4 separate regions of the Mus musculus genome follow, and all the other regions are linked to region 3. The links are chromatin contacts, called in public Hi-C maps. All regions are on one chromosome and are shown on one strand. The core of a region is the stretch at or near the end of the contact, and the rest is flanking DNA. Distances in the headings are between cores, read along the strand shown.

Region 1 (2,700 bases), core at 193-2,692, 640 kb after region 3:
AAAGTTCTATGATGTTGTGTAACCGACACACGTAGGGCAATTTTTTTTCTTATCACCCATATAGAATAAAATTGTAAGCGAACTTCAAAAAATATCTAATATATTGTCCTATGAGTATGATTTAGAAAATGAGTATGTATTATGCAAGCATTCCCCAGTGTCTACAGTAAATGAAGAGGTTGAATTCATGAAAAACATGAATTAGATCTCGAGTTTATGCTGCTTAGACTATTTATTTCCCCACACATACTCCTGGAATTTACTTAGGTTTAATTTTGATTACAACTTTCTTACCATGCTATTTGATAGATAGCTAATTATACACACACACACACACAGACACACAGACACACAAACTTTGGTTTAAAGTTGTAAGTTCTTATAAAAAAAGCAATAGCAACAACAAAGACCCAACCCTGTTCCATTCTAAGTTCTGTTACCATAAAAAAGAAAACTAAATCTTTGAGAGCTTGAGCTCTCTTACAGTTTTAACAATCAGGACTTTTTCTTAAAAAGCATGGCTTGTGGAAGGGCACTCATTTGGACAAAATAAGCAGCAGTGCATTGACTTGCAGCACTCCTGAAGGCCAGTATCAGAGGGAGCAATAAAGATCATTTCCAAACTTTCCTGTCCTCCATGCCAAACCAGAACCCACCCAAGTGCCAAGATTAGTGCCAAAGGAGTGGTGGCAGGCAGAGAGCAAAATGACCTGTCCGATAAGCAAAGCATGTCTGGGGTGAGGCAAATTATGTTTCCAGCAGAGCACTTGTCTTCATTTCTGGACATGTTCTGGGAGGCACTCTGAAGGGCCAGTTTCCCTAATGAAAACCTAATGTGCCTGGGAGTATTAGTCCGATCTGCAGAGATTGCACGTGCTGATTGAGACTGACTGCTTTCCTTTTGTTGTCTGCTTGCTTGGCTGGGTGGTATGTTTTACTCTTGCTATCATGTGGTTGTTTTTCAAACACTAGACACATGCAATTCCTAAGCTGTCCTTTAAGGATCAGAACTGAATTCTGCTTCATGGACTCACTTCACCCAAGCATTAACAGGATACTAAAACGGTGGATTATCTGAATCACAGCTGTAACATATATAATGTATAGTGAGCTTGAACAGAGGGGGCAAATTTCATCCTCTTAGTTTGATCCCCACAAAGCATGTTGAATACTCCTGCCGTTTTAATCCTGAAATCTTTGTCCCAGATTTCTAATTGTTAATTTGCTGAAGATCCCGAAGTAAGCGCCCAACCTAAACAGACACAACACGTTAGAGACATTTTCCTCTTAAACGATCGAATCTATATTTTCAAAAGTAAAACTCAAATTACTTGACAAAGATCTAAGAGAACCACTGGTAATCGGGTAGGGTAAAATGCTGCATGGACTCTGAGCTTTTCACAAACAACAAAAAAAGTGTAATTGCTGCTCATAGCGTGTTTTAATCTTCGAAGTTATGTATGATTCCTTAAAGACTGAAGTCAGTAATTTAATGAGCCTGGGTTGCGATCCTGCAGCACTTGCATTTTGACAAGCAATCAGACTAATTTACATTTACAGAGGCAAACTGGAAGTGTTGTGTTTACCTGTGGTGTTGAATGTGGCTTTCCAGAGAGTTCAGACAGAAGGGGACATGAATACACTTTGAAAATTAATTGCATGTTAAAAGTGCTGATTAAACCGTTTGCTCCGGAAAAACGAAAAATGTATAGTGCAGGAAATACTGGGAAAGGTAGCTTGCAAGATCAGTAATAGTTGACCCATTTGAAAATTGAGATGAGAAAAAAGAGGAGGAAGAGGAGGAAGAAGAGGAGGAGGAGGGTAGGGCAGAGGGTCGCACGATGTTCTGTAGCTACGAAGGACTCGTCCTGGACCAAAGACCAAAGGACTCCAGCCGGATGCAGATAGTTAAGTGAAATTCACCTCAGACAGGAGGGTTTCCTTTGTTGATTTCTAGTCCTCTCTGTGTAAACCTAGCTTCTTGCTCAATGCTTCTCTGTTCCCTCCAAGCTAGGAGGCTGGGACTTTCTCGGTAGTCAGCAGCGCATCCCAGGGGATCAGCTCGGCCAGCAAGTCCTGATTAGCGGGCCCTGTAGCTCTTTCTGGTGGCTCTGCAATCCGAAATCAGACCCTTTTTCTCACTCTGCATTGGTTTTCTTACTACTGAGAGAGAGAGAGAGAGAGAGAGAGAGAGAGAGAGAGAGAGAGAGAGAGAGAAGAAAAGGGAAAAGAAAAAAAAGGAAAAGAAAACAAAAAATCCCAAACCCAAACTGTATAAGAAACTGGAGAACAGCTGGAGAAGTAGAAGCCCACACGTGGTTCTGTAAATTGGGTGGGAGGGGGAGGGGGCGGGGGGAGGGGAGAGAAGTGAAAGTAGGAATGAGGATAGTCTGAGCCTTCCTTATTTTTCCTTTCTAGTATATATTGTTTTAGCTCTTTCCAGCCCCGCTTGTCTGATAAAAGTGGAAACTAGATGACAGTGGTTTCAACACACGGTGTTAAACGTAGCAGCAGCAGCACACTGGAAATGTTTGTGGGATACTTCGGAGGCATCTCAAAGAGAGATGCTGTTGGCAAGGCTGTTCCGATGCGGGAGATAGTTCCCCCAAAGAGATATGAACAGCGCCTTTGTCTAAACTCAAGATTAAAAGATGTGTCTACTTCCTCAAACAGGATATTCGAATTTCATTCATTAATAGT
Region 2 (2,700 bases), core at 65-2,564, 560 kb after region 3:
ACATAGACATTTTCCTTTAAGGACCTGAGAGATCTAGACAAGAGAAGAAGTGCCCAGCTTGGTTCTACTATGTTTGGTGTAGGCAGTTAGTCAGGAGCATGAGCCTGGTTTCCATAGTTTGATGGTTAGGTTAGACTGGATTGCTCTTTCTGTCCCCAAACGCTGACACATGGGTTTCTAAAACACAACTCTGCCCTTAAGACATAGCTTGCCATCCAAGGAGTCATTCCAGATTCATTGTGAGAAACAGTAGGTAGCAGGAGGAAGGATATTAGTGACACTGGTTGTGGAGGCCTGTGTCACACTTCCCAGTTCATAATCTGCAGGGCCAAAGGTGCCATTCTCTTCCCTTTCAGTGTGCCTCATGGGGCATCTCTCAAGTGGTTCCAGACTCAGGATTAGTAAGGCAGAGATGCAGAGCAGCATGACACTCTCTCTTCTCTAAGTTTCCTATGAGCGTTTCACAGACTTAAGTGATTACTGTCAATCACTGGTAACCATGTATACACACACAAAAAAAAAATGTTACCGGGAAATAACCATCAAAATCTGACTGTATTATTTAGACCACGAGACAAAGTGTTTGCCGCTAGGACTGATGGAGAAAATCACTGCAGGTGTAGTTCCCATAGTATTTAAGAAGCTCTAATATAACGCTCACATTGGTTTACTGTAATTACAGTGGATTAGTTCACATTCTTCAGACTCACTTTGCTGTGTAAAATGAGAAGTTCAGGGCCCTGCTCTCCAAAAAGCCCTTCCAGGGTGAAGTCTAAGTAGCTGATCTCAACACAGTCTACAGAGATCTGATGCTTTTCCTGTACCGTCCACCATAGAATTACTGCCGGCTCTCTACCATTCTACTTTCTACTTATAATTTAGGTATTTTTCCATAGCAATAGGCTTCCATGTAGTTTCTTGTCAAAGACTGTGAGATCATTATGTGTAGCCCTCTATTATGGGAACCTCAAGGTGTTTGGTTTAAGCCAAAGCTACTTAGCTGGCTGTGGCCTTCTGAGTGGTGGAGTGCTTGCCTGGCATGTGTTTCACTATGATCAGATTCTCATCTTCACACTGCACAAAGTCCCTGCTCTCAAGAACCTCATCCTTGGGGGTAAGACAGGCAGCATGAAAGTATAAAACTTCCATATTTGGTGTGGAATGCAACCCAGTGGTAGAGGACTTGCTTAGCATACATAAGATTCTGGGTTTGATCCCTGACAGCCCCAGACCAACAGTCTGATAATGACAACTCACAATACAGACTGGGAGATATCATTTGTAGTATATCCAATACAGTCAGCTTCCCTAATGAGTTCCTGTGAACAATTAAGGGGAAAACCTAAGTGAACAAAGAGAGGTGAACAGTCACTTAGCATAAGAGGGTAACAGAGGCACATGAAGATACTTCTAACAAATGCAGATTAAAGTCCTAATGAACAATTGCTGGATAGCCTTGGGGCTAATTATATTTGATGTTAATTCGGTTCTCCTGAGAGGGGTTGTGAACAAAAACTGAGTCAGCACTCAGGTGATTTCCTGTAAACCTGCTTCCCTCCTTAATTTGTAAAATAAAGAAGAGCTGATGACTGAGCAGATAAAAGGGAAGGTGGAGCTGAAGGTGGGAAAGAGAAGAAGGAGAAAGTGGACAAGGGAGAAGATGCGGAGGAGGAGGAGGAGGAAGAAAAGCAGAGCGGGAGCACATGGCCTGGAGAAACTGCAAGTTCTAAGGGGCCTCATAAATGTAGAAGATGGTAGTGTAGCAGAGATCTGCCCAATCTAGATGCACAGCATGTAATTATATTAACTGTGTTGTGTTTTCATTGCCGGGGCTTATTTGGGATGGAGAGTTACACAACAATGATAAGCAGATAAGCAGAGGATCGAGTCATTCCTGGAGATGGTGAAGGTGCAACATAAAAGCACCTTCTATTGGGTCAGAAGACAGTGTAGCAGGACCATCTAAACTAAAACATGCATCTTCCTTATGATTGTGGTACTGACTAGAGTTGCTTGGGAAGAGGGAACATCAATTGAGAAAATGTCCTCAACAGATTGGCTTTTGTCTTGACCAATGATTGATGTGGGAGGGCCCCTCTCCTATGGTTGGTGCCACCCTTGCACTGGTGGGTTTGAGTGTTATAAAAAGGCAGGTTGAGAAAGCCATGAGAAGCAACTCAGTAAGCAGCACTCCTCTTTGGTCTCTGCTTCAGTTGCTGACTCCAGGTTCCTGGCCAACCTCCTCAGGAAGACAGACTATAAGCCAAAGGGTGAAATAAATCTGTTTCTTCTCACGTTGTTTTTGGTTGTAGTGTTTTAACACAGCAATAGAAACCAAGGATAACCATCAATACCATTATTGGAACAAATGAGTCTTTATGTCCAAAACTAGGACAAAAATCAGACTACCCAGAAATGTTATACTTACAATATATTTTTTAAAAAGTACAGTGGGCAAGTCAAATATATATTAGTGATATATAGAATAAAGTATGGGATAGTTAGGCACTGAATTGCTGCATAGCAATGACAAGCATGGTCCCATAGTCAATATACTGAGTGAGACTGAAGAGTACAGATAAGGATTCTTTGTGTTTCAGATTACATGAAGCTTAGTGAGAAGCCCTGTCAATCTAGCATGGTGGAACTCAGCAGTCACAGGCAAGAGCTGGCAAGGAGCATAGCTGCCTTCTGGGCTAC
Region 3 (2,700 bases), core at 50-2,549:
AACCGGACACCATCAGTCAGAGGTTGTTTATGACTAGGGATCTAAAGACCTGCAAATACATTCTGCCTACGCCAAAGCACCTGGAAGCTTACAGGCTGCAGCACTCCTAAATAGATTAAATGTTCTATTCTACAGAGACCAGACACGGCTGATAGAGAAAAATCCAACAGGAAGAGTGAGAAGTATATTTTATTAACTGCCAGGAACTGGGTACTAAAAACCTCATTGCTTTAAGTAAAAAAAAGTTCCCTTGACTGTGCTGGCTATAAAAGGGGCATGTTGACCCTTTATCTCTTCGTTCTTTTAAGACAAGCTATATAAAAAGAGGAAAATATCAAAGTGACCTCAAAACATGAAGGAAAAGACACATTCCAATAAAATGTCATTTTCTTTTTCTTGTTTTCAAATTACCTTCCCCCCTCACTCCTGTGTTCTCTTTCCTCTTTGTGTCAGGACATTTGACCTGATGTCCTGTGTTCTTCTCTAAGACATAGCCGTGTGGATGTTTCTTAATGTTAAGCTTGTTTTTGTGTTCTGTTTCCCTAAACATGAATCCATTGTTTTGGAGTCAGAAGAACATATTGGAAATGGTAGTGTGCATCCTGCATGAGCGACTGAGAGTGCATCTGAGGAGTCTGGGGAGAGTTAATTGCTGACTCCTTGGAAAACTTGAGCAACAGATTTGGCCTCTGGCAAGGCAATTTTATAAAAGTAAGGACAAATAGTGAGCCAGACTGTCTCCCAGCTATGCCAGACGAAAATCTGTCTCTCTGTCTGTCTCATGCATGCATGCATGCATGCAAACATATATACACACAGACACAAAGATACACAGTTATTCATGCATACAGTCATTACACTCTCATACACATACACAAACATACATGCACCCACAGACACGTTACCTATATCACCAGTGAAGTTTAAGTTCATTTTTCTAGAACCACTCAACAAATTATCTTCTAGTTAAAAGCTGCCTGCATCAATTTTGACTTTCTTCATGTAGATTGTTCAGCACTGGGGTTTAACATCCTGACCTAACATTTGACATATTAATCCTAATTTTAATCCGATACCAAGGCATTCTGTTGTACTGAATCAATTCAAGTTAGTTCAGAATTAGGTTGCTCCCACCCAGAATCAATAGCCCCACTGTTACCTTTCTCCAAAGCTGACCACCCAGTTTTGTGAGGATCTGCACTGACTTAGAAAATCTGCCACTACTGGAAGAACCGGCAGCTCAGATGCAGCCTGTCATTCTTCCGGTCTATACAATACCCGCTCTTTGTCTGTCGTCTCCTGAATAGCCTGACAGAACTCTGGCCTGCCAGGCAATGAGATCTTTATTCTCCTGGAAGGAATGCTTTGCACACCAACATTATTAAGAAATTTCTGGACAATGTTTAGTGGCTAAAGACTAATCCAAGGTTCTATTAAAAAGGCATCTGGGTAATTAAAAGCACATTTGTTCTCAGCCTCCTCCCAATTTGTCCATTAGTGGAATAAAAGTCCAGGACAAAGGGTCATGTGGTTCGGTTATATTTTACAAGAATTCTTCAGGAAGTTGAAAACACATGAGCGTTTTCCAAAGATACATATGTTTATGGCCTCCTGGCACAGCAACTACAAAGGTCCCTGGCTTTAAGTGGAGGCTGCTTGTGACCAGTTGCTATTGCAATCAAGAAACTTGTACTGAATCTTCACAATTTGTCCCTGAAATGATCAAGTTTGTTGTTAGAAGGCTCCCCAAACAGGGACAAGCTGGCACATTATCTCCTTTGGGTTAAGGTTAAAAAGAATCGCCTCCCTGTGTGTTTATCCATTTGAAAAACGAAACAAATAAGCAAAAAAATTCAAATACTTTTATATGCTTTTACCTTACAGCTGAAGGCTCTTCTGAGCTCTCTTTCTAATGGATTTTTCATGCATTCAGAAACCCCAGGCACCAAATTTCTACATTACTACCTAGCAAAGTTCAGTTTTCAAAACGATACATTCTTTGTCATTCCTATTAGTTTGTCTTAAAAGCTGGATAGGTTGAGAAATTCATAGCTATGTGTAGATAAAAGTTTAAAACACCTTTAAAAGTACCTTAAAATTAAGTGAAGACTTAGTATGCTTCTGTAGGCTTCTGTTAAATCACTAACAGTGCAAGGATCTGGAATTCATCAGGATTACCATGCTACAGTGTGTGTGTGTGTGTGTGTGTGTGTGTGTGTGTGCGCGCGCCTGTGTGCATGTTTGCAGACCTTGAGAAAGTGGGATGCTGGCAACAACAAGGACACAATCAATGTCGAGTGGTTAGGGAGGGTGCCAGGTAGGCAGACAGACAGACAGACAGACACACACACACACACACACACACACACATACACACACACACACACACACACACACACACACACACACACACACACCACACACACACACACACACACACACACACACACACACGAGCACACACACGAGCACACACATGAACACAGATTGGAGAAGAAAGAGAAACGGAGACTCTCAACTCGGGTTCTACCACCTGTTTTGGATATATCAGATCAAGATGTAAATTTTGCTTACTGTTATTCGAGTGCTTCCTAAAGGCCAGGCTAGGTATTTCTCTGGATCAGCATATCAAATTCTGACAGGGGTATAAATCATCCTCATTTTCAGATGATGCTTATATGATGTGAGCAAGGTCCTGCG
Region 4 (2,718 bases), core at 22-2,521, 770 kb after region 3:
GACGTACCACTGGACGCATTCTAAAATATATTTTAAAGAAGAAAAGCTCTGAGGCTGGGGAGATGGCCCAGTGGGTAAAGGTGTTTGCCTCCAAGCCTGAGGGCACAAATATTGAAAGAAGAGAACTGACTGACTCCCAAAAGTTGCCCTCTGACATCTATAAATGCAGTGTAATATGTTGCCCTCCCACCCCCACATGCAAACTGCACACAAATAAAATAAGCACTTCTATTTTAAATCAAGAAGAGAGCTGTAGATGAAAACATCAGCTTGGATGGCCAAACTCTGTATGTATGTGCACATGCCCACATGTGTATACATCACATGTGCACACGTGCACATTAAAAAGAAAGATTATAGTTCTAATGAACTGCACAATATATTTCATGTTGCTACTTTAATTTTTGTATTAAATAGGGTTTGGTATGGGCAATGAATACATGCCATATGAAAATTTGTCTTCTTTGACTTGATATGATGAGTAATTATATGTGTTTGAGTATAACATTTTTTTCTTAGGCCCTTTCGCATTTCTGATATTTTCTTTCTATTTTGAACGTTTTTAATCCATGCTGATCTTCATACTCTCCAAGTAGAAAAACAAATAAGGGCAAAATAAAAGTAAGTATCTCTATGGCATTTACACAAACAGAAAATGTATTTATAAATTAAATACAAAGCCAGTAAAATTCAAATTGATAATATTAATTACTGTCATTTTGTTGAAAATGGAACTGGGGACTGTAGTGCATATTCTTTTGACATCTTTTGACTTCAGCATGCCTTAATTACTGAGTGTTATGTGATACTTCAAGCCTTTCATTATTCAGAATCGATCTGAATTAACTTTGAATCTGCATGTCATCAACGCAGGCCATTGTCCTCAAGCTTCCCTCAGCCAGTTCAGCTATAATGTAGCAGGTGCTGCTGCTGTGTTCCAGAAGGCAGATGTGCGCATGCACCCTGGGACGAATACTCAGTGCCTTGGCCCTCCACATAAGCCCAACTATGTTAGCTTTTAAGATAGTCATCAGAATAAGTAAAAACAGAATTAAAATACATCCATGGATAGCTTGCAAATCTCCCAAGAGAGCTGTAGGCATTCCAGTTAAGAAGCCTTAGTATTATTTCTTGAAATTGACTAATTATTTGTTACCATGTAAGACAATAGCTTGGCAATTTTCCTGATAGATTCCATAGGATCTACCAAGTACAAAGCATCATTTTCTGTCTTTCTGTTCTGTGCCTTTTCCCGGGAGGCGAAAGAGATTTCCTCCCCAGGACAATAATGGCCCTTCCTGGCACACATGTTAATCTGAGAATTCAGAAACTCTGACTTGGAACTCTGAATGCCAACAGTCGTGGGCGTAAAATGAAGTAATTTATGTGTCATAGCTAATTAAGATTATAGTATTTCAAGGCACTTGAAATTCAAGTTCAAAGATGTTTTAGTGCTTTTCTCTGACCGGTGGTGTCAAGGAGCGCTTGAGAGAGTTTCCTGCCCACAGCAACAAGCAGGCAGTAGCTCATTCCCCATCTCCTGTAATTAAAACAGCACTTTTTGCACACTTCTTTGGAGTACTAATTCTTTTCAGAGAAAACTGAGTTATTATTTTATTTAAAAGTGGAAAGCCTTTGTGGACTCTGTTTCTGATTTTTTTTTTCCCCATTGGAAAATTGATTTGATGAATTCTAACTGTTTTTCTGATACAAGCAAAGTACAAAATTATGAACAGAAAGGAAGAGAAGACAACCACACAGAGATACACTATAGATTTTTCTTTTTATTGTTAGAGAATTTCATACAAGCATATCTGTTCTGATCTAATCCACCTCCACTTCCTCCCCTGCACCTCCTTCTCAAGCCCCTACCACCTTTTTTCCCAGCTTCCCGTGCTGTCTTCTGTTTTTTCCTTTGTTTTGTTTCTTTGTTTTTGTTTTTCCCATCAGGTACACCTATTGATGCCTGTATGTGTGTGGATGGAGGAACATCTACTGGAGCCTTTCACATGAAGCATTCCTGAAGAGAACTGACTTTCAGATCATCAGTAACCCTCAATTGCTAATAGCTGTGCAGATGGGGTGCGCCTTTGTGAGTCCATCCCCAATCTGTGCCAGGGTTGTGGCTGGCTTGTTCTTGTGCGGATCTTATTTACGCCCTCACAGCCACTGTCCATTCCCTTGTACAATGGTGTTACTGTGTCTCACAAACAGTTTTCCTGCAGATGTCCCTTACTTTTGGCTCTGGCTTTACACTCTTTCCATGCACTCCTGTCCCTGAGCTCTGGGGAAAGAGAGAGATATAGACATCCCATTCAGAGCTGAGCACTTCATCAAATATATATATATATATATATATATATATATATATATATATATATATATATATATATATATATATATTGTGTGTGTGTGTGTGGTTCTGGGGTTTGAACCTGGGGATTGGGTATTCTTGGAAAATGTTACACAGCCTTCTGCATCTCAACCTCCTATTATAGATTCGTCGATGAGACCCAAAGTAATTCTGTTGCAATTCATCAGCAGCTTTTTCATATGAAAGATTAATTTTTTTATTCTCTGACCCTGCTTAGACATGCATGGAATTTATACCACAGCAGTATGTGTACCAATGCATCTAGAGCTAGATAGGAGAATGCTCACAGCAGCAATATACATAGAAACAATAAAAATGTCCACTGACTAATGGTCAGACTGAAA

The links. Hi-C and Micro-C count contacts between places; a contact is called where the count stands out from the background.
Region 1: a contact with region 3 is called in a Hi-C map of the N1E-115 cell line, with 8 times the contacts expected there. The contact joins two enhancer-like sites. A contact is called at or near these places in 2 of 484 Hi-C or Micro-C datasets (the N1E-115 cell line and uterus) and 4 of 115 datasets of contacts at active chromatin or transcription factors (embryonic forebrain, embryonic midbrain, forebrain and 1 more).
Region 2: a contact with region 3 is called in a Hi-C map of the N1E-115 cell line, with 4 times the contacts expected there. The contact joins two enhancer-like sites. A contact is called at or near these places in 1 of 484 Hi-C or Micro-C datasets (the N1E-115 cell line) and 1 of 9 other capture datasets (embryonic stem cells).
Region 4: a Hi-C map of the N1E-115 cell line shows a contact between it and region 3, with 2.7 times the contacts expected there. The contact joins two enhancer-like sites. A contact is called at or near these places in 3 of 484 Hi-C or Micro-C datasets (the N1E-115 cell line, bone marrow-derived macrophages and uterus), 1 of 115 datasets of contacts at active chromatin or transcription factors (embryonic stem cells) and 1 of 9 other capture datasets (embryonic stem cells).

What each region holds. Positions count from the first base shown.
Region 1 is chr1:14,502,534-14,505,233 of GRCm38.p6, forward strand. No RefSeq gene overlaps it. Among named protein-coding and RNA genes, the nearest start is that of Eya1, 190 kb to the left of the region's middle. Within about 2 kb of position 1,443, at least 27 of the 459 cell types and tissues checked have an H3K27ac peak or open chromatin away from gene starts, as enhancers often do. A contact at or near this core is called in the N1E-115 cell line, where this site is marked.
Region 2 is chr1:14,419,792-14,422,491 of GRCm38.p6, forward strand. No RefSeq gene overlaps it. Among named protein-coding and RNA genes, the nearest start is that of Eya1, 110 kb to the left of the region's middle. Within about 2 kb of position 1,315, at least 4 of the 459 cell types and tissues checked have an H3K27ac peak or open chromatin away from gene starts, as enhancers often do. A contact at or near this core is called in the N1E-115 cell line, where this site is marked.
Region 3 is chr1:13,859,957-13,862,656 of GRCm38.p6, forward strand. All of the region lies in intron 1 of Gm31195 (a long non-coding RNA gene), which reads left to right. Among named protein-coding and RNA genes, the nearest start is that of Gm31195, 15 kb to the left of the region's middle. Within about 2 kb of position 1,300, at least 19 of the 459 cell types and tissues checked have an H3K27ac peak or open chromatin away from gene starts, as enhancers often do. A contact at or near this core is called in the N1E-115 cell line, where this site is marked.
Region 4 is chr1:14,625,985-14,628,702 of GRCm38.p6, forward strand. No RefSeq gene overlaps it. Among named protein-coding and RNA genes, the nearest start is that of Msc, 130 kb to the right of the region's middle. Within about 2 kb of position 1,272, at least 7 of the 459 cell types and tissues checked have an H3K27ac peak or open chromatin away from gene starts, as enhancers often do. A contact at or near this core is called in the N1E-115 cell line, where this site is marked.